Regions from separate parts of the Zea mays genome. Here region 1 is linked to region 2. Evidence: chromatin contacts called from public Hi-C data. All regions are on one chromosome and are shown on one strand. The core of a region is the stretch at or near the end of the contact, and the rest is flanking DNA. Distances in the headings are between cores, read along the strand shown. Region 1 holds the start of LOC103642314 (ethylene-responsive transcription factor 7). Region 2 holds the start of LOC100193553.

The links. Hi-C and Micro-C count contacts between places; a contact is called where the count stands out from the background.
Region 1: a Hi-C map of leaf shows a contact between it and region 2, with 6 times the contacts expected there. The contact joins the promoter of LOC103642314 here to the promoter of LOC100193553 in region 2. A contact is called at or near these places in 2 of 25 Hi-C or Micro-C datasets (both in leaf).

The regions. Positions count from the first base shown.
Region 1 is chr10:14,136,305-14,141,554 of Zm-B73-REFERENCE-NAM-5.0, forward strand. It overlaps LOC103642314 (ethylene-responsive transcription factor 7), which reads left to right and starts at 3,801. Exons shown (of 2, transcript XM_020546108.1): 1 at 3,801-5,250. The coding sequence starts at 4,052. The coding sequence ends at 4,531.
Region 2 is chr10:13,584,450-13,589,280 of Zm-B73-REFERENCE-NAM-5.0, forward strand. LOC100193553 reads left to right here and starts at 2,629. Exons shown (of 15, transcript NM_001138664.1): 1 at 2,629-2,792; 2 at 3,189-3,283; 3 at 3,379-3,492; 4 at 4,214-4,318; 5 at 4,413-4,484; 6 at 4,640-4,752. The coding sequence starts at 2,660.

The DNA of each region.
Region 1 (5,250 bases), core at 2,551-5,050, 550 kb after region 2:
TCTGAGGAGATTAAAGTGCGGAGGAACCGAAGCCTTGACCCTCTCTCTTCATCACGTCTCTGCTCACCTCGTCGGGAAACAGTTTGAGAGAGAAAGGGGGGCGGGAGAGAGATTTAGGCCGCCGCCTGTGAATCTCGTCACCGTGGGCTGTCTGACCTCGGCGAAGGGCCGGGGAGGGTCGTCTGCACTTGGTGTTGCCGTCCGTGGCCGCAATCAAAAAGGAGAGGCCACAGGACTGCGGCAATTTCTCGCTGTCGACTGATTTGCCGTCGCGGGCAACTTCACACCGCGACCGGGTACTTCTACGGCGTCAAGTCCGGTATGTCACCCATCCATGAGTTCACCGTAGCCTCCGCATTGTGTCGATGCCGTTAAATTTGGGAATGGTTTCCTTGGACACGGGCGGGCAGTTCACCGGCGTAATCGCCGCCGCGGTGGAGTTCTCGGCGGCTGTGTGCCCAGCGTAAAGGAGGAGACGGGCTAGGGCCATCGATCTTGCGATGTGCGGTTAGGATCGGATTAGGGCAAAAGCGATTCTCTGCCGTTGGATTCCGATCCCGCGATCACGGTTTGATCTGTAGATTTAAAACAGGGACCGTCAGATCTGGATCCGGGGGGGCTGCGCTGCGTACCATTTCGTGGCTTAGGCAATCTAATCCGATGCGTCCGTTGTAGATCGGACGGTGGATCGTGGCCCGTACTCTTTCGGCCGAGCAAACATTCAAAAGAGTCCCTGTAGTTTATAGAAATTAACCCGCCGTCCGTAAGGATGTAGTTCTGAGTCTTAGGGATTTTACCCCGAGCCCCCTGCACTCTCTAAAAATAGTGCGCCCAGTCCAGAGAATAAGAAAAATCACAGAAATGAATTTAGGAATAGATTTTTAATATTAAATTAATTGCAGAAACTTGTTTAATTTGTAGAAAATCCATTTCTAGTCCAAATTGACCCATTCAAGTTTATAAAATTTTATAATTTTATTCTCTACCACCTAGAGCCTCTTTTTGGCCATGAAAACAATAAGAAATTTAATTTTCCATTTAATCCTATTTTAAACATATAAAACCTTTGAAAATTCATAACTTAAAATCTATAACTCCAAAAATTATGATTCCTGTTCCTAGGATTTTATTTTAATATGTAGAATATTGCTGTGTATTTTGTTCACATGCTTGGTGTGATGTTAATTTTTCCCTGTATATTGTGCTTGTTTGTATTGTGGCGAGTAGAAGAGCCCGTTGCTGAGGATCCTGGTGAGCAGCAGATAGAAGTAGCTGAGCAGGAGCTCATTGAAGGCAAGTTGTGCCCTTGACCACTTTTTACCCAATAATGTTCTTTAATGTCACTTATTCATGCATAGGTTAATTTTGATGGGACCCGATAGGTCACCCTAGATTGTTTATCTCATTACCTTGTTTACCCCTGAATCACTTGGGTAGTTTGCTATTGCTTTACATGGTTTTGGGATAATCATTTATTATATCTATGTTCCAATTATTCTTTTGTTATTCTATTTATGTTCATGTCAAGTTCATTAATGTTAATTGGAACATAGAGCTTAACTTGAGAACCACGTGCCACCACAAGGGTTTAATGGGACGCCCTTGGCTGACTAATTAGGAAAGCTAGTGAAAGACTACCTTACCCGAAAGGGGCAAGGGCAGTAGGGGAGTGGTCAGTGTAGGGAGGTCCTTGGTTGATTTTGCTGCGATGGCGGTCAGGCAAGAACCCTGCATTGGAGCTTCCTATAAACTGTAGCGGGTTTTCGGAAGCTAGTGGAACTTTGTAAATGCCTCGTAGTGTTGCCCTGCCGCGCTTCCTAGGTAGAGGTGTATGGGAGTCGCGACCCCTTGGCAGATGGGTAACATGACTTGTGGGTAAAGGGTACAACCTCTGCAGAGTGTAAAACTGGTATACTAGCCGAGCTTACGGTCATGAGCAGCTCAAGACTCTCTGATGATTAAATTATGGAACCTAAATTCAATTTTGTCATTTGCATATGCATGGGTTTATTATTAATTTGTTCTATTACTTTATTTAAGGTTTGGTATTTACTTACACTTAGTAATTGCTAATAAAATTTTGACCAACTACTTAAAAGCAATGTTCAGCTTTAACCATTCTCTTTGATAAGCCTTACACTCCATGAGCTCCCACCTTTGGTGAGTTCATGTCACATTATTCCCCACGACTTGTTGAGCGATGAACGTATGTGAGCTCACTCTTGCTGTCTCACACCCCCCCACAGGAGAAGAACAGGTGGTTCAGGAGGAGCCACAAGGCGAGGAGTTTGATCTGATCTAGGTGGCGTTTCTCAGTTGACATTGGCGCCAACGATCCTTAGTTCGTTTTATGTTTATTCTTTTATTTTGTAATAAGTCTTCCGCTATGTAATAAATACTCTGATGTTTTATGACATTTATCTCTATACACTCTGTTATTATATATGTTGTCTTCTTGGCGCATGTATGAGATGCACCTGGCTTTGTTCCTTAAAGTCGGGTGTGACAGTGTTGGACTCTGAGAACTTGGATATCCAATCCAACAGCTCCTCATCATTGTCCTCAACAAAATCTTCAATCAGATCTAGCACATGAAGATGCCTATAAAACCAAAAGCACCAACCATGAGCATGAGGTGCCAGTACTACATATAAATCGTAGCAGAATGTGCTGGCAAAATCAAATGGCACATTGTTCTAACCTTTAAGCAACAAAAGGTTGTGAAGATAGTTGAATCTAACATTTTATTTTGTCAAACATATCTTAGGGATGAACTGAGGGCAGACAAAGCAAGCACTGTGGTAGATTGCGTCATCATCTCGCAAATGTTGTTCTCTTTACTACTCTCTCGTACAGACGAAATTACAGAGTTAGATGGAAAGAAGTGAAAATGTTCAGTGGTTCAGTTTAATTGCAACTAAATTTACATTAATAAGATTGTACAGAATTAAAATTGTTATGATATGATCATAAGAAGCTTAGGGAAAAGAGGGAAATATGGCACAATACTAAAAATATTAAAACTATACCTCTGTCAGCGGTATCTTTATATGCCTGAACTGATAACTAGTGAAAATATTAAAATTACTTTTACCTCTTAATTAACATATGTTTATGAGTTTTCCATTATATTGCAGTTGCCTTTTTGGCTCCATAATTGTCATATGATTGAAAGTTAATTGGCATCTCTATTCTCATTGCAATTGTGGAACCCAGATCATGGCCATTAGGCCATGGCCATGTGCTTCAAGGGTAGCCTAAAGAAGTTACATACATATATGTTCTTCAAGCCTGCAAGGGGTAGCCTAAGACAGCAATGTACATACCACATTAAAGCAACACTAGCACACTTGCAAAAGGGGGAAAAGAAAGAAAGTCCTCCTAGTTACAAACCGGCGACAACAAAACCATTCCTGCCACCTGCCCTGCCAACAAATCGATACTAGTACCGCGAGCCACAAATTTATGTGCCTCAAGTCAAACCATGCCCCCTCCGGGCACCTTCCTGGTCTGAAGCCCACTTCCTCCTAGTTGAATTCGCGCTACTAATAGAATCCCTTTCACCTAGCGATTGGCAGGGAGCAAAGACATCAGCGAGAAGAGGATTCTTGTCGACATGTTGTCCTAGGCATTCAACAATCCTCCACCGGGCAAGGTCAACTACTTGCTTTTCTCAGGGGGTCAGGATCTCTCTGATCTCCTTCGCAGTCTTAGAATGGAACTCTCTGATATCCTGCTAGTACGACCTCTCAATGCATTGTAAACATGAGAAGTTTCTCGAGAAAACCTCTTTCCTTTCCTCTCTATATATATCTCTCAAGTCTCAACGACCCCTCCCACTCCCGCCTTGCTCGTCCCCCTATTTCCCTTTCTCTCTCAACCTCTATCCCTGCTTCATTCTCCCAAAGTCACTGAAGACCAACGTTGGAAGGCGCGGCGGTGAGGAGATTAGTACCGAAGATCAAGCAGGAGCCTGCAGAGACGACCACGATCCGCAAACTAGTCCGCGTCTTCTGCGACGACCACGTCGGCATGGACTCCTCCAGCCACCATGGCTGCTGCCGGTGGCGGTGCTAGAGCGGAGGCAGGGCTGCGTAAGTTCCTCGTGGAGCATCAGCCGTGCTGCAATGCCACGGTGCCCAAGGGGAGTGTTGTCGACGGTGGCAAGAGGAAAGTGGCGGCGGCGGGCGTGCCGACGGAGCCGAGGTACAGGGACGCGCAGAGGAGACGGCCTAGGGGGCGGTACTCGGCGGAGATCCGCGATCAACATAAGGGCGTGTGGCTGTGGCTAGGCACGTTCGACACTGCTGAGGAGGCGGCCAGGAGGTACGACAGTGAGGCGTGCCGACTCCGCGGGCCGTCGGAGAACACCAACTTCCTTGCGACGCTTGATTATCGTGTCCCGCTTCCGGCGCTGTCGCTGCACGCCTTGCTGCCATGTGTAAGAACACTAGTATGGATCGGGGTTGAGCGCTACTCCCAGCACTCGAAGGGTATCGTGGTGTTACACGACGAGTCCACCGCAAGCTAGATGCAACTGGGCCCGAGTTCCTCCCCTCGTCCCCCTTCATCATTATTCCTTACATAATACATAACTCCTTCTATCGACTCTGGACACCCCACACTATGATGTGGCCCTCTACAGCCCATAGACTCGACTATTGGGCCTCCTTAGTCGAGTTGTCTTTTCCACCACCGAGTCTTCATCAGCCATCCCCTTCTTGATCCTCACATTCTTCCCTCTTTTAGAAGAAGCTTATCCCCAAGCCTCATGGCCCGGGAAACAAAGCTTGAGAGAATCGAGGTCCTCCTAGGTACGGTAGCAAGCTCTTCCGACCATTGCGCCCACTTGATCAGAAACTGGAGTTTGTCACCAGATGGACTTGACATCGCTGGGGGATTTTTTTAGGTATCTGTCATTTTTCAGACAGCAAGGGTAATTTGGTCCAACTGATTATTTGAAGCAGCTAGTAGGTGGAGTTTGTAAGCGAATGTCTCCACTTTGGCTTAAATAGGAAACTGACCAAAGTATTTGAACGCTAATTTGTGATTAGCTCTTTTGACCAAAGAGGACTAAACATAGGGTCGAAGTTTAAGGTACACCATGTCACCCACATCAAAGTTCATGTCTGTACGATGCTTTTTAGCTTACTGTTTTTGCGTTATTTAGCCTTGCTAGTTGTTGTCGAACTAACTGGAGCATAAGCTTTCTCTTAGCAAACCATTCTTGGAGTGAGGGCATAGAGCAAG
Region 2 (4,831 bases), core at 1,379-3,878:
AAAAGAGAACCACTAATAAGGTTCCTATTTATTCCAGAAACGTGTTGCACATTCTTCAAAGAGAGAGTCTTTCCAGAGGTCAACTTCAGATCAACTCTTCCTATTCCATGTACAGCAGCCCTTGACCCCATTGCCCATCAAGATGGTGCTACTGTCGGTAGCCTGATAAGAAGAAAATAAGTTTAGATTAGAACAAACATGTACATTGGCTCTAGTGTCTAACCACCAATTGGTGAATTGACATGCTAAAAGAATTTGAGGGACATATCCAGAATTCCCAGCATCAGCAATAGCCACATTTGCATTTTTTTTACCATCACCTTTCTTGTCCTTCCTATTATGATATTTTCTGGCTATGTGACCAGATTCACCACACACAAAGCAAGTCAGGTCTGCAAGGTTTTTCTTCTTTTTAAAATCAGTGTTCTGCTTGGCCTTTGGTTTCTGGTTCGACTTGTTTTTGTTTTCCCACCAGATTTGTCTTCAACCACGTTGGCATTAGAGGTACCATTATCCATTGGACCAGAACAGGGCACATCCATAGATCTCGCCTTCTCCTCAACATCAAGAGTAGCAATTAGACTATCAACAGTCATTGTCTCCTTCTTGTGTTTGAGAGCCGTGGCAAAATTCCTACGGTAATTTGGCAATGATGCCACCAACCACGAACTTGTTAGATAGGACACAATCAAAGTGAGCAAGTTCCCCACTAGAAACTGAATTCCATGAGCCTGTTTCACGACAGATGGGTCATCGACCATCCTGTATTCATGGTACTGCTCATTAACATAAAGTTCACGTCCAACATCTGATTCAATATACATCCGGTCCAAGGTCTCCCATAAATCACGAGCCACTTCGTGATGCATGTGTATGTCATATAGTTGATCTAACAACAGTGTCAAGATACAACCAACACATGTTTCGTTATCGGACTCGAAGTTACGGTCTTGCTTTTTAGTGAGAGGAAGAACTGGGGAAATCACCCACCAGATCCTCAACGACATGAGCCATAATTTAACCCTAGTCTCACATATCTTAAAGTTTTGACTACCAGCAAACCGGTCAGGTTTCAGTGCATCCGAAGGTCCAGCCATATTAATTCTATCAGGTTTCTGGATTGTTGAAAAATTAACATGGCCTAAGATTAATTTGATAATGCAGCATAAAACGAAAAATCCAGATCTACTAGCAGATAATATCAACAGCATTAGAACATAACAGATCTAAACTAACTCAACAAGATTAACACATAACATAAGAATCGACCATAGATCTAACCATAAGACCGTCATCACAATAAACTGAAACCACAAATTTACTCACGTGATTTCCACGAGTGTTGAAGAAGAACCCGAGCGGACGTGCGCGAAGCACTTCCTAGAAATCTGATTCGCTGGCACCCGTGCAGGTCGTCAAAACGCCGATGGTGGTTCGGAGACACCGCTCTCCCTTGATCTGCTGCACGACAGACGAAGGGACGGCAAGGCAGAGAAGCGACGACGCAGATAATTGAGAAGAAGAGGATGAGTCGGTTGCTATTCGCCTCTGACCTCCGACGGAAGGACGCCTGCCCTTTATAGACGGGCCGACGCAACCCCTTGATTCGATCTGCTATATTCCAGAAACCGCCCCTGGAATATCTCTACGTGCAACCGCCCGGAGATCTCGCACGTAACGTGCGTGCCCGTTGCTTCTGGTTAACGTGGCAGTCTAGGTGTGATATTTGATAACCAAATAAACAAAAAACCAAAAAATAAACTGCCGTTTAGAACACGTCACAACACGATCGCGCATCGTCACAAGTCATGTGATAAATAACGCGAAAAACGCGAAACGCGAGCGAGCGCGTGTGCCAGCATCCATAGCCCTTTATTTATCTCATGTGAAGAGTATGGAACACTCCCATATATAAACTGATTCCATTCTATTCAGATGGTCGATATGTGACTAAAGTCTCGTGCCATCTCTACACATTACTTTGGCTTACTTATTAAATTGGGCCACGTACAAATGAGCCTAATTCAGACAAGGATTTGGGTCCACCTCGGCAGTTGCTTAACGGAATGGCAATCAGATTCAGCACAGCTGGTATTGTTTACACTTTAGACTAAAAAAATTAAGGAGATTATTATTTTCTCGATCGTTTCCTTACAGCTCAACGCAACAAGTAGAGAAAGGAAGAAAGCGTGACAAGACCCAGCCAGGAGGCAACTAGCAAGGCTGCAAAAGAGCAAAAGCCACCACGCTCCACGCCACGCAGCTGGTCTTTTCGTCGATGAAATCGGAAGCCCGTCTAACCGTTTCCCGTTGACTGTTCCACGGCTCCGTCCGACCAAATCCGGTAACGCCAATACATACCGACACGCACACCACTGACGCGGCAAGGGTCTCTGCTAACGGACCCATGCCTTTGCAGCTCTACCTGTCAGAGAGTGAGCCGCGCGCCTCGCCACGGACCCTGGCAGACAGAGACAGCCTTCGCCGTCGCCACGTGCTCCGCCCCCGAGGCCGAGCCCCGCCCAGACAATAATCCGCTACGGCCACTCCGTCGCGCACCCCCACCAGCAGCAGTTACCCTTTTGGCTTTTGCGACGCGCACAGACGAATCGGAATTTGATGCGGTTACACGCCTGAGAGCGAGCGGTGGCCGGCACGCATGGCGGCAGAGAAGCAGGCGGCGATGGACGGGCGGAAGGACGGGGTGGCGCGGGAGGTCATCCGGATGGAACGGGAGGCCGTCATCCCCATCCTCAAGCCCAAGCTCGTCATGCGCCTCGCGTATCTCATAGGTAAGCCACCACGACGCCGCTTCTCCCGATTTCTCTATTTACTCTATGTAGCAGCAGCAGCAGCGAGGGGCGCTCGTGGTCTATGACTGACAGGAAGTCTGGGGGACCGGCGCGAGGTGTCGGCCGGATTTCGTCTACTCAGTTGTACGTAGTGTTGTGCTCTACTCATTCGGCTCGAAGCATCAGCGTTCATCGGTCAATTTTGGTCGGTTCTGGGTCCAGAAGTAGAGATTCCTCTATCTGACCTTCGGCACGACTGCCAGTCATGCTTAATCGTCTGCTGGAATCCCATGGGGGCTTACGCTGCAAAAGCCAAAAGGGATTAGTGCAGACAGTGTTCTTTGTATCCAGGATTCCCCGTTGATTAACTATTCGTGTTCGAAAAACTGCACGCAGAGCATGAAGCTGATCGGAACGAGTTCCTGAAGCTGTGCAAGAAGGTGGAGTACACCATCCGGGCCTGGTACCTCCTCCAGTTCGAAGACCTCATGGCAAGCCTTCGATTTGTCTTTGTTCTTTTACTTCTGTTTGATTGCTCAAGGGGGCACTGATGGTTAATTGTCTGTTTTCTGTGTTCTCGATGCAGCAACTGTACTCACTGTTTGATCCTGTTTCTGGTAAGGAGAGGTTACAGCAACAGAACCTGACGCCGGAAGAAATCGAGACCCTCGAATTCAATTTCATGACATATCTTTTCCAGGTCGGTTAGGTACATGTTCCTCTGTTTAGCGTTACACACTTACACTATTACTATGGGCCAACGTCTTCCTCATCTTCATGTACACTTGTTCCTTATTACTTCACACTGAATGCATAAAATCCATGAAAGAATGTTTAACATGGATACAGCAGCTGTAACTGATTTTCTACAGACCAACAGGAGCCACATGGTGGCAACCATTGTTCCGATTTAGTACTCCCTCTGGTCCAGTTTATAAGGCGTAGTCTGACATATCTCGGTCTCCTAAATTAAACTTTGACGATTCATTTATTTATGTTATATTGTGTATGATTATAGTTTTCTATTATATTGTGTATTGTTATAAACTTATGATTATTTGATAGTACCCTTATTTACAAATATAATAGTGTCAAGTTTGTAGTACAATAATTAAAAGGTGTTTGCTAAATTAATGGCAGAAGATTGTAAAGTTTGACTCTTAACATACACAAAATGCCTTATTAACTGGACCAGAGGGAGTACCATGCATTTATTCACACCACTGAGCTTTGACTTTCTGGCCTTAAGTACATGGTTTATAATTCAAGACCTAAATCCTCATGGGAAATGGATTGCTTAGCATATTTTGTTCACTGTTACTTTTTACCAAAAGCATTGAAAATATGTGAAAAATGTTTAACATGGAAAATGTTTAACTAGTTTTGTTTAATCATTTTTATTTGTGTTCTGTATCAAGTAGGTGATGGAAAAGAGCAACTTCAAGTTGCTATCAGATGAAGAGTTTGATATTGCGCAATCTGGAAAATATTTGTTGAATCTTCCGATCAAAGTTGATGAATCTAAGGTTTGATTTTTTTTTACAGAAAAATTAAAATAGACTTAGTAACTTACATGACTAGTATTTTGTTGACGATCTATTTGCTAACCTTGAAATGCAGCTAGACAAGAAGTTGTTGACAAAATATTTTAAAGAGCACCCACATGACAATCTACCAGAGTTTTCAAACAAGGTATTATTCGTTCATGCAACTTTTCTTTTCATCCTGATGATACTTATGTTTATGAGGGATGATTAGAAATCTACAATAGCATTGGATGTTTTCATCATCCTCTGTTTTTTCTCATGGTTTCCTAAGACACATTCTTCATTGTCCACATCTTGTAGTATATCATCTTTCGTCGGGGCATTGGAATTGATCGAACAACTGACTACTTTTTCATTGAGAAAGTAGATGTAATGATATCCCGAGCTTGGAGGTCATTGCTCAGGGTTACCAGGTATCTGCACTCTTTTGCAGCAACCTTTTGTTTTTTGAACCCAATGTACTCCAGTATACAAAAATATTGTATGGTGTTA